2 separate regions of the Zea mays genome follow, and region 1 is linked to region 2. The links are chromatin contacts, called in public Hi-C maps. All regions are on one chromosome and are shown on one strand. Each heading gives the region's core, a stretch centred on a gene start, on an enhancer-like site or on the middle of the called end of the contact. The rest is flanking DNA. Distances are from core to core; before and after follow the strand shown.

Region 1 (4,496 bases), core at 1,475-3,974, 96 kb after region 2:
GTTGAGTGCAACTCTCGTCCGTTGGGACGCCACAACGTGGAGTAGGCAAGTTTTGTACTTAGCCGAACCACGAGATAAATCCTCGTGTCTCTTGTGCTTGTCTTACTGTGTCTATTGTGTTTCACAAGAGCTCTCCTCTCTACTCACTTGATTCCATTGCTCTAACTGTTAATCAAGCTTGTGGTGCTATGTTTTTACAGGATCACCTATTCACCCCCCCTCTAGGTGCTCTCAACTACTAGGACCACCACAACTTGGTGTCTCTTGTTTTGATTACAAGTGAGTTGAACACAAGAAAGAAGGAAGAAGAAAAGCAATCCAAGCGCAAGAGCTCAAATGAACACAAATGTCTCTCTCTCTAGTCACTAATTTCTTTGGAGTGATTCCGGACTTGGGAGAGGATTTGATCTCTTTGATTGTGTCTCTGAATGAAGTCTAGAGCTCTTGTATGAGGTTTGATGGCTAAAAACTTGGATGCTTTGAAGTGTGGTGGTTGGGGGTATTTATAGCCCCAACCACCAAAATGACCGTTGGTGGAGGCTGCTGTCGTATGGCGCACCGGACACCAGCCACGTTACCAGGCCGTTGGGTTCTGACCGTTGGAGCTTCTGACAGGTGGGCCATCGGACAGTCCGGTGGTGCACCGGACAGTTACTATTCACTGTCCGGTGCGTCTTCTGGCGCTGCTCTGACTTCTGCGCGCACAGGCGCGCACTATTCACTTTTACTGTTCCGATGCAGACGACCGTTGGCGCTGTGTAGTCGTTACTCCGCTGGCACACCGGACAGTCCGGTGGTACACCAGACAGTCCGATGAATTATAGTGGAGCGGCTTCCAGAATTCCCGAAGGTGGCAAGTTTGGAGTTGGGTTCCCTGGTGCACCGGACACTATCCGATGCGCCAGACCAGGGCTGCCTTCGGTTTAACTTTGCTCCTTTGTTTGAACCCTTTCTTTTATCTTTGTATTGGTTTGTTGTGAACCTTTGGCACCTGTAAAACTTATAATCTAGAGCAAACTAGTTAGTCCAATTATTTGTGTTGGACAATTCAACCACCAAAATCAATTAGGAAAAGGTGTAAGCCTATTTCCCTTTCAACTTTCCATACTTCTTAAAGTCTTGGTATAACTTTTTATTATTGTTCTAAAATAAAGTTTACATTTTCTTCATGGTCCATTGTCTCACTAACCTTTGTTTTCATCGTTGATTGTGAACTTAGCTTTAATACCTGTCCACAACATTTATTTTTGAGCTTCACTGATCGTATTCTAATCATTGACCTTATTTGATTTCCACCTTTGAATGTTGATCGACACATTCTCCCTGACAAAAAATGTAATAATTTGTGTCAGTCTTCTGAAACCATCGACTAGCAATTTACGTGCTTTGCGTCCGGTGTGGATGGTGTACAAAGGAGACACAAAAGTTTTATACTGGTCGATGCCCAAGTCTGTAACAAGGATTGATTACAAACTTGGGCGTGGGAGGGCTCGATGCCCAAGTCTGTAGTGAGGAATGCGAGTGAAGTGCTCAGTGTGGTTACAAGTGTTGGCTACTTGTGCTAGCTTGTTGCCCGATGCCTTCATTCATGGTTCCCCTTCCTTTTATAGATCAAGGAGAAGGAGACCCTATTACATAAATCTAGGAGTCAGACGAGATGGAGGGATGCCAACCTTGTCACATTGTTTCCTGTTAGGATACTTGCTGACCAAGGGACCTCCTTGGCTAACATCGTGCCCTACCGTCATGCTGCATCGATATGCCTTATCTTGTCTTATCTTGCATCGTGTTCTTTTATCCTTCGGGCCATGGCCATGGACTTGGGCGTGGGAGGGCTCGATGCCCAAGTCTCTAGTGAGGAATGCGAGTGGAGTGCTCAATGTGGTTACAAGTGTTGGCTACTTGTGCTAGCTTGTTGCCCGATGCCTTCATTCATGGTTCCCCTTCCTTTTATAGATCAAGGAGAAGGAGACCCTATTACATAAATCTAGAAGTCAGACGAGATGGAGGGATGCCAACCTTGTCACATTGTTTCCTGTTAGGATACTTGCTGACCAAGGGACCTCCTTGGCTAACATCGTGCCCTACCATCACGCTGCACCGATATGCCTTATCTTGTCTTATCTTGCATCGTGTTCTTTTATCCTTCGGGCCATGGACTGGCCGAGTCATGGTTAGCTTTCGTACATATGATGCATGCCCGTTCGTGTTTTTTTGGAACGATCATTTGAACTGTCCCCGATGTCAAAGCCCGTATGCTGACACATTAACTCTCGTGCTCTCATTTAAACCACACACCTGTTTGAGAGCCTGGCTCCTTTGTATCCTTTCTCGAGATAATTATCTATACGATCTCGAGAATTCTGATTTTCAAGGGGTCGAACATAGCTCCCAACCCTTAGGTCTGGTAAGACGGTATCTACGGGGTGTAGTTTTGTACCCGATCTCTCGGGCCAGTAGAAATCGGGCTAGACGGAAACCTAATGCCAAGTTTCATGTCATATCTAGGTTTATCCAACCTTGATAATTTGCTGACGAATATTGTTACCGTAAGCGCATCTTGCTTTTGTAGATCGAACACATCGGGCAACAAAAGACATGTTTCAGGCGGCGGCGTGTAGTATGTCCTTACGGCAAAATTCAGCTTGATCACGGTGGCTCAGCCATCTACCGAAACACAACGGGCACCAAAAGACATGTTTCAGGCGGCGGCGTGTAGAGTATGTCCACGGCAAAATTCAGCTTCCCACCAAACCATTCGGACCATCCTCCCACTTGCGCGGCTGCGCCCGCCACGCCAACGCGACTACGCGAGACGCCACCAACCCAAGCCACTCTCCCCCGTTTCTAGGCTTCACAGCCTCGCCAACAACTCCCGTCCTCCACTTGCCCTTCTCCGCCAACAGACTGTCCCCGGCCGCTGCCATTGCCGATTGCTCACATCCGCGTTCGTGTTCGCATCCGCATCAGGGTCACCTGCGCCGGCGAGCCATTTGAAAGGGAGGAGTAGCAGACTCTCAGAGGTGGACATGACGCTGTTGTGCGTGCCGCTGGTGGGGCGGACGGTGGAGGAGATGATTACAGACGCGGCGGCGGCCGCCGCCACCGGCGGCGACATGGTCGAGATCCGGCTTGACTTCATCCAGGGGTTCCGCCCGCGTGAGCACCTACCGCCCCTGCTCCGCGGCTGCCCACTCCCGGCCCTCGTCACCTATCGGTTCGTTCGCCACCCTTCGCCCGCTCACCTCCCCTCTGGGCAATCCTGCTATGGCTTCAGCGGTCGGGTTCGGTTCGTTTCATGGATTCCGCCGCCACTTTAGGACATCCGGAACGCTTGCGCGGCTACTCCCGTGTGGGATCCATCTGGGACTGGGCGTGCCCGGGCACGCGAGATTCAGCTTTTCAACTCGGCACGGCACGGCACATGCTCTGTCGCTTTTAGTGTGTATCATTCCGCAGTATTGAGTCGTTACCTAGTCGCGTTTCGTTTGCCACCACCTAACTTGGTTTGCGACCCTGTTTTGGCGGATCATATGGAGGGGTGGGATGAATGCAAGAATTGCCCCTTTGTGAGTGGATATTTGAATATAACCCCCTGGAGTCCGTAGTAATTCCTGATATCCTTGAGGATGTTGAACGTAGTTGGCCCCCTTTAGCAGCGAATTTGCACATTTGGCCTTGTTTCAGTTTGTGCTGCCTTTCTGGCTAGACAGGAGCTTTTAAATTTCATCACTTGGAATGAGGGCTCCTCTACCTGGACTACATGCATTAATTATAAAGCTTGAAAATCCCTGCTAAGCTTCTGTGTCTCACCATAAATATAAGTTGCCCTGTGTTCCATATCAATTATTGTTGTAACATCCACATGATAGTGTTTAAGACTCCCAACTATTGATACACACATGTTAGAACTAGTTTTTCAGTCCTTGTATTAAACTGTCATGTCCAAGGATCAGATTGACCATAGGTTTATATTCATGCGGAATAGCCACTTACACTAGTCTGCACTCTCCACTGATTGCTTGTAGTAACAGAAATAGTAATCTATAACATGAGGTGTCAGCAAACACAGTCATGCGTGGGTAAAAGTAAAACATGCCTCCAATCTCCACATGAATGCTCATGCTGTCAATTATCTTTTGCAACATGATCCTCAATCATGTCCACAGCGGTTTGCCTTATTCTGCTGCATGAGTTTCTGTACATTTGTTAATTTTATAAGAACCTTTAAATTGCTACGCAACTGTAAGACACTATTACATGTGGTAAATAATATTCATGCATGGTAGTGTTTTTTTTTTCTTTCAGATGGAGCTAATCCCACTTATTGGCTCAATCCCTTTTTTCATCTATATCACTTTTTTTTCTCGAACGCGCAGGAGAACTGCATGTCATTATATTAAGAAAGGAGAAAAGGTCCAAGAGGATCAAAGTACAATGCCTAGAGGGCAAGTAAAAACACTAGACCAGATTGGAACCCAGCCTTGACCCTACTA
Region 2 (4,823 bases), core at 1,244-3,743:
AGCAAAGTGATAGACCAGATATAGCTGAACATGTATCATGCAAAAAGGTGGGCTTGCTACTGTATGGAATATAAAGAACAGCCTATTGCAATTCCCTCTGTCAGACTTAATGTGGGCTATTTCTGTTCACTGAAAATCTATTTCAGAGTTTTGTTCACGCAACTTTGGAATACCATAACTCTTGATATGTATGGTTATAAGTTAAAAACCATATACCAAAGGTTTAGAACTATGTTGGGTGAACAAATTCCTTGCGGTGAGGAGGACTTGATGCCGCACAAAACTGGGAGAAATAGGTGTTCAAACTACCTCTGTCAGATTGGTGCAGTGCAGGTCTGATGCAGTGACTGTGGTTTTGGTTTAGTGTTTTTCCCTGGATTTTAGAGTTAATTTGTGGTTGATCCAAGGGGTATAAGTCTATAGCCTCTGTGGAGATAAGTTAGAGGGTTAGTTGGTGAACAAAGTTCACCAAGGTTGATTCCTGATGTTGCTTGGAAGTAGAAGAAATTAAGGGGTGGAAGGAGGGGGTTCTGTTAAGCTGTGGTAGTTCAGTGTTGGTCAAAAGGAATCTGAAGAAGATCACTTCGTCTCTATTAGTGTTGCTTGAGTTTTGGATAAAGATCAAGTAGAGATAAGTAACTGAAGGTCTAGAGGCCTCACATGCTGCTGGGAAAATATCTAGTTTGGACTAACTTGTGAGCAGTGAGCAGTGAGTGTTAATCAGTTTTGTTTGTTGTCTACACTTGAATACAAAGGAACTACTTGTGTGTGTTGTTGAGGTGTGTATGAAGTGTATGGCTGAAGGCTGGAGATCTCACCCTCGGCTAGACATAATATCAAGCCTGAAACCTCTTTGAGCCTATCCTCAAGTGGGATATTTGTGGGTTCCCAGCTGCCCTCTCTTATCTGCAGTAGGAGCAGTGACGGTCCTCACAAATTAGAGGCTCGGGGCAAGATTTAATATAGGGCCTTACTATAATAATATATATAATACATATTGGTAATGAACATTTAAAAGTATATCAAAAAATTATTCATCATAAGAAAAAAATACAAATATGTGATTACCTTAAAATTATCTTCTAACATGTCTCGAAGTGAAGTCATTGATGATAGCATCAGTATCAATTTCATCTAATAATATTTTCTCGGTGCATAAAATAGCCAAATCATTTAGTCTTTCTTGAGACATTTTGGACCTCAAATAATTTTTCAGCAACTTCAACTTTGAAAAACTTCTTTCAGCTGATGCAACGGTCACAGAGGCAAGGGATGTGCCGTGCAGACTTTGGCAAGCAAACGCGACGGCCGACGCGAGATTGCCGTTTTGCTTCCGTGATCTGCTCCTGGTGGTTTGTGTTCCGAAGGAAGCAAAGCAAGGCCTCGGCAGGAAAGCAAGTGTCTGCCGATTCTGATGATGGGGCTTAATCTGTGTTGCCGATTTAATTGATACGTATACTGATATGGTGTCAGGGGTGGGGGCCCATCATTCCGGGGGCCCGGTGCGACCGCCCCGCCCCCCCCCCCCCCCCCCCCCCCTCAGGGTCGTTGCTGAGTAGGAGACAAAATTGATATTTTGACCATATAAGATGGACCAAGTTCGGTGTCTTTGTCTGTGCTGTGAATCTGCATGATAGTAGTGCATGGGAGCCACATCTTTGAGTCCATGTTGTGCTGGCACACTGGAAAACACTTCCCCTCTGCATGTTTGCCAAGTTCAGGGAACACCTATCCCATTTCAGGTATTTAAAGGGCAGGGAGCAGTGGAAATCTCCTCTCTACCTCGATCTCTACTCATAGACCACTGCAAGGGTGTTGGGGTTCTTGTATTCCTGCTAGTGATGACCCTCTCCCACAGCCACCAAGTCTGCTCTGTCCAGAGCATCAAGTGCCAGTGCTGACCACGCTCACAATTCTTCACCTTGTCGTAGCCAGACTAACTCCAGCAGGTATTTGCCCATGTTATGCTTGTTCGGTAATCTTTGTTGGCCGATGAAGCTCACACAAGTTAGTTCTTGAACTCTAGTGTGGTTGTTCAGCCGGAACATGGTCTCGTCACCGCAGATTGGCGCCACTGACATGCTTCATCGTCGACCCTTCGAACTGCGTTGTCCCTGGCCGAATTAGCGCAAGCACATAAGCCTAGGTATGCCACTGATGCTCCCCGCGACCTTTAATAGAACTCTATCGCATGGATGGTTTGGGATCAAGCTCGCCGAACCCAAGGTTCCACAGCCGCCGTCAGTAGCTGTGCTCCAGTAACGTCGTGGTCAAATTAAGCACATGCCCGTGTTCGCCGTAGTCTGGGGAGTGTGTCGGTGCCTTCGCCGTCGTCGGTGTTGCGCCACCTTGATCGATCAGGTGCGGGTCGCCGGAGCTGTGCTCGGCGGCGTCGTGGACGTCGAGTTGCAAATAGGAGTGTAAAGGAGGGGCTTAGGTGAATGGGTCAGAGAGACATGTGAATAGTGCATTGGATCCTTTACCAGTTACTTGAATCAATAGAGGCCTCAATGAAAAGTTGGATCTGCAGGCGCAGGCCTCGCGCGCGGGCGCGTACATTCACCGTTATCTTGGACCGGTTTCAGCCCAGGCACTATTCGTGATTTCCCTTTATTATTTTGCTGACACATTGGAAAAGCTGTTAAAAATAGAAGAAAAATCCAAATTTTGTGAAACAAATTTTGTGGGATTCACAAAAATGTAAAGTTCCTGATAAAATCGATTTTAGGACTTTTAGATCAGTTAGAAAATTTTAAGTGAATTAAAGGTGCGTTTGGAAGGATTATTGGAATTTTAGAAATAAAAGTTGAGCACCAAAAATTATGGAAAATTTTGGAGAAATTTGCTATCAGAAGCTGATCACTTGGTAAAATTTGGGGCTGTTTGGAAGCTTTTTGCTCTAGAAACCTTGTAAGCCCCAAAATAAGAGTGGTTAATCCCTAATCAATTGTGGGTTAGTGTTTTGGAAAGGAGATAAGTCTATCTAAGGAAGAGATGCAGTTGCTTAAGAAGTTTTAATCTTTTGAATGAGATCTAAGATGTATTAGTTCTCTGGTTTGCCTAAGTGAATCCGATTTAGCCACTTTTAGCAAGTGTTGGTGGTGTAGAACCATGTGTATACTTGTCATGTGTTTTTGTTTGTGGTGTTTATGTTCCCGAGCTCTCCTTGTGAAAGTTTGCATTTCATCTCATTACATAAGCATACATGTATTTGTAATTGACTTGTAGAGCACCTAGAAGAAGTGGTGTTTAAAGGAGGAGTCTACTCTAGTGGCTGCTAATCAAGTGGAGGAGCCATCTAATTGGGTATTGGATAGTAGGATCTGGAACCTCTTCACTGCAATAAGGCAAGCCCCGGTGCATGCAACCCCTTCCTTGTATTTTTAAAAAGACTTTTATACACTTTAAGTCTAGTGAAATGTGCATTAAGTTTATAGGAGTTGCTTGGAAACTATTTGATGCATTGACTACCTTGATATCCATTCCTATTATAGATACTTCTTTGGAAGTATCAAATATTGTTTACAAAAATTGCTTAGCCCTGCCTAGAGGTAAATCTTGCAGATAGAGTTTGTCCTTTGCACTAATGTCTAGCTCAAGTTTATCCTTAGGAAGGATGGCTCTACCTACAAGAATATTTTCACCAGGATCATTGGGAGATCTAATACAAGGTTCCCTATGATGTTTTAATCATCCTAAGGAACACAAACAATGCTAAGGATGGAAGTACTTAAATAGAGACTTGGGCTAGGAACAGGTGATGTTCTGCCCAGGTTGATTAAGGATTATAGGGAATGTAGGCTTGATGATCGATGTCACACCCGGTTTTTGGGAAGGCAAACTAAATGCGAACCATGTACGTGTCAGGATCAGAACTCACGTACACAGCGATTACATAATTGGACATCATCACACAATGCTCAAAGTCAATAGCGAAAAGGTACTTTAATTACATCAAGATGTCCAAGACATCCACAGAGTCTAATACATAACCATAGACTTCAACATTAATATCAAAGTGTGGAAATACGAAACATAGAGGATAAGCCTACACAGGCAGCTGACTGGGGGTTGCCACTAAGATAAACTAGAACTCATCGTAGTCCTGAAACTCTTCAAAGTCCTCCATGCATGTTGCCAGCATCTCCTCCTCAGCACTGAGTATAGTGGGGACAACCTGGAGTGGGGTGGTTTGTAAAGAAAGGGTGAGTACACATCAACGTACTCAATAAATGTTCTGTTTGGCTAAAGTGGACTAGTTGTATGTGGAGTTAAGGTTAAGCAGTTGCTTTTAGTTGGTCAAGTTTTATTACTATAAGTAGAGCCAAATTTTAGTAATAAACCCAGTTATTACCCAGAAGCACTCCCTCCAAGAGGAAATACCAGAGATCAAAATTATAACCATCATTGCTAACCATCATCATAAAAGTAACTAAAGTTCTTCTAATCAAAGAGGATCCCAAGGCCGCTCTTAACCGTGAGCACGGCTGATATACCAGTTTCTAACACTCTGCAAAGATCGCACACTTTACCCACAACTCATGATTCCCGTTCTGCCCGGGGTTCTAGCCTCCCCATTGATCACTACCAAGGTGACCTAACAAGGTCTCACTACGTAGCCTTTACAAAGATTTCTCAGAGGTCATAGTCGCCCGTTAGGTTTCTCCAGCTTGATAAACACAGTACATCTCCCCAAAGGAAGGGTGACTAACAAAACCAAATCGAGAACTTCTGCAACCAGCCTCGGTAGAGCAAGTACTGTGCCCGGACCCCATTGACGGCCCTACGGCGAAGCCAACTACTTCTCTGGTTCCTCTAATTAA

What was found. Hi-C and Micro-C count contacts between places; a contact is called where the count stands out from the background.
Region 1: a Hi-C map of leaf shows a contact between it and region 2, with 2.6 times the contacts expected there. The contact joins the promoter of LOC100285997 here to the enhancer-like site in region 2. A contact is called at or near these places in 7 of 25 Hi-C or Micro-C datasets (bundle sheath, ear, leaf and 3 more).

Annotation. Positions count from the first base shown.
Region 1 is chr3:71,995,059-71,999,554 of Zm-B73-REFERENCE-NAM-5.0, forward strand. It overlaps LOC100285997, which reads left to right and starts at 2,725. Exons shown (of 11, transcript NM_001158885.3): 1 at 2,725-3,217. The coding sequence starts at 3,030.
Region 2 is chr3:71,899,043-71,903,865 of Zm-B73-REFERENCE-NAM-5.0, forward strand. No RefSeq gene overlaps it. Among protein-coding and RNA genes, the nearest start is that of LOC100285997, 96 kb to the right of the region's middle. Within about 2 kb of position 2,494, at least 15 of the 20 cell types and tissues checked have an H3K27ac peak or open chromatin away from gene starts, as enhancers often do. A contact at or near this core is called in bundle sheath, ear, leaf and 2 more, where this site is marked.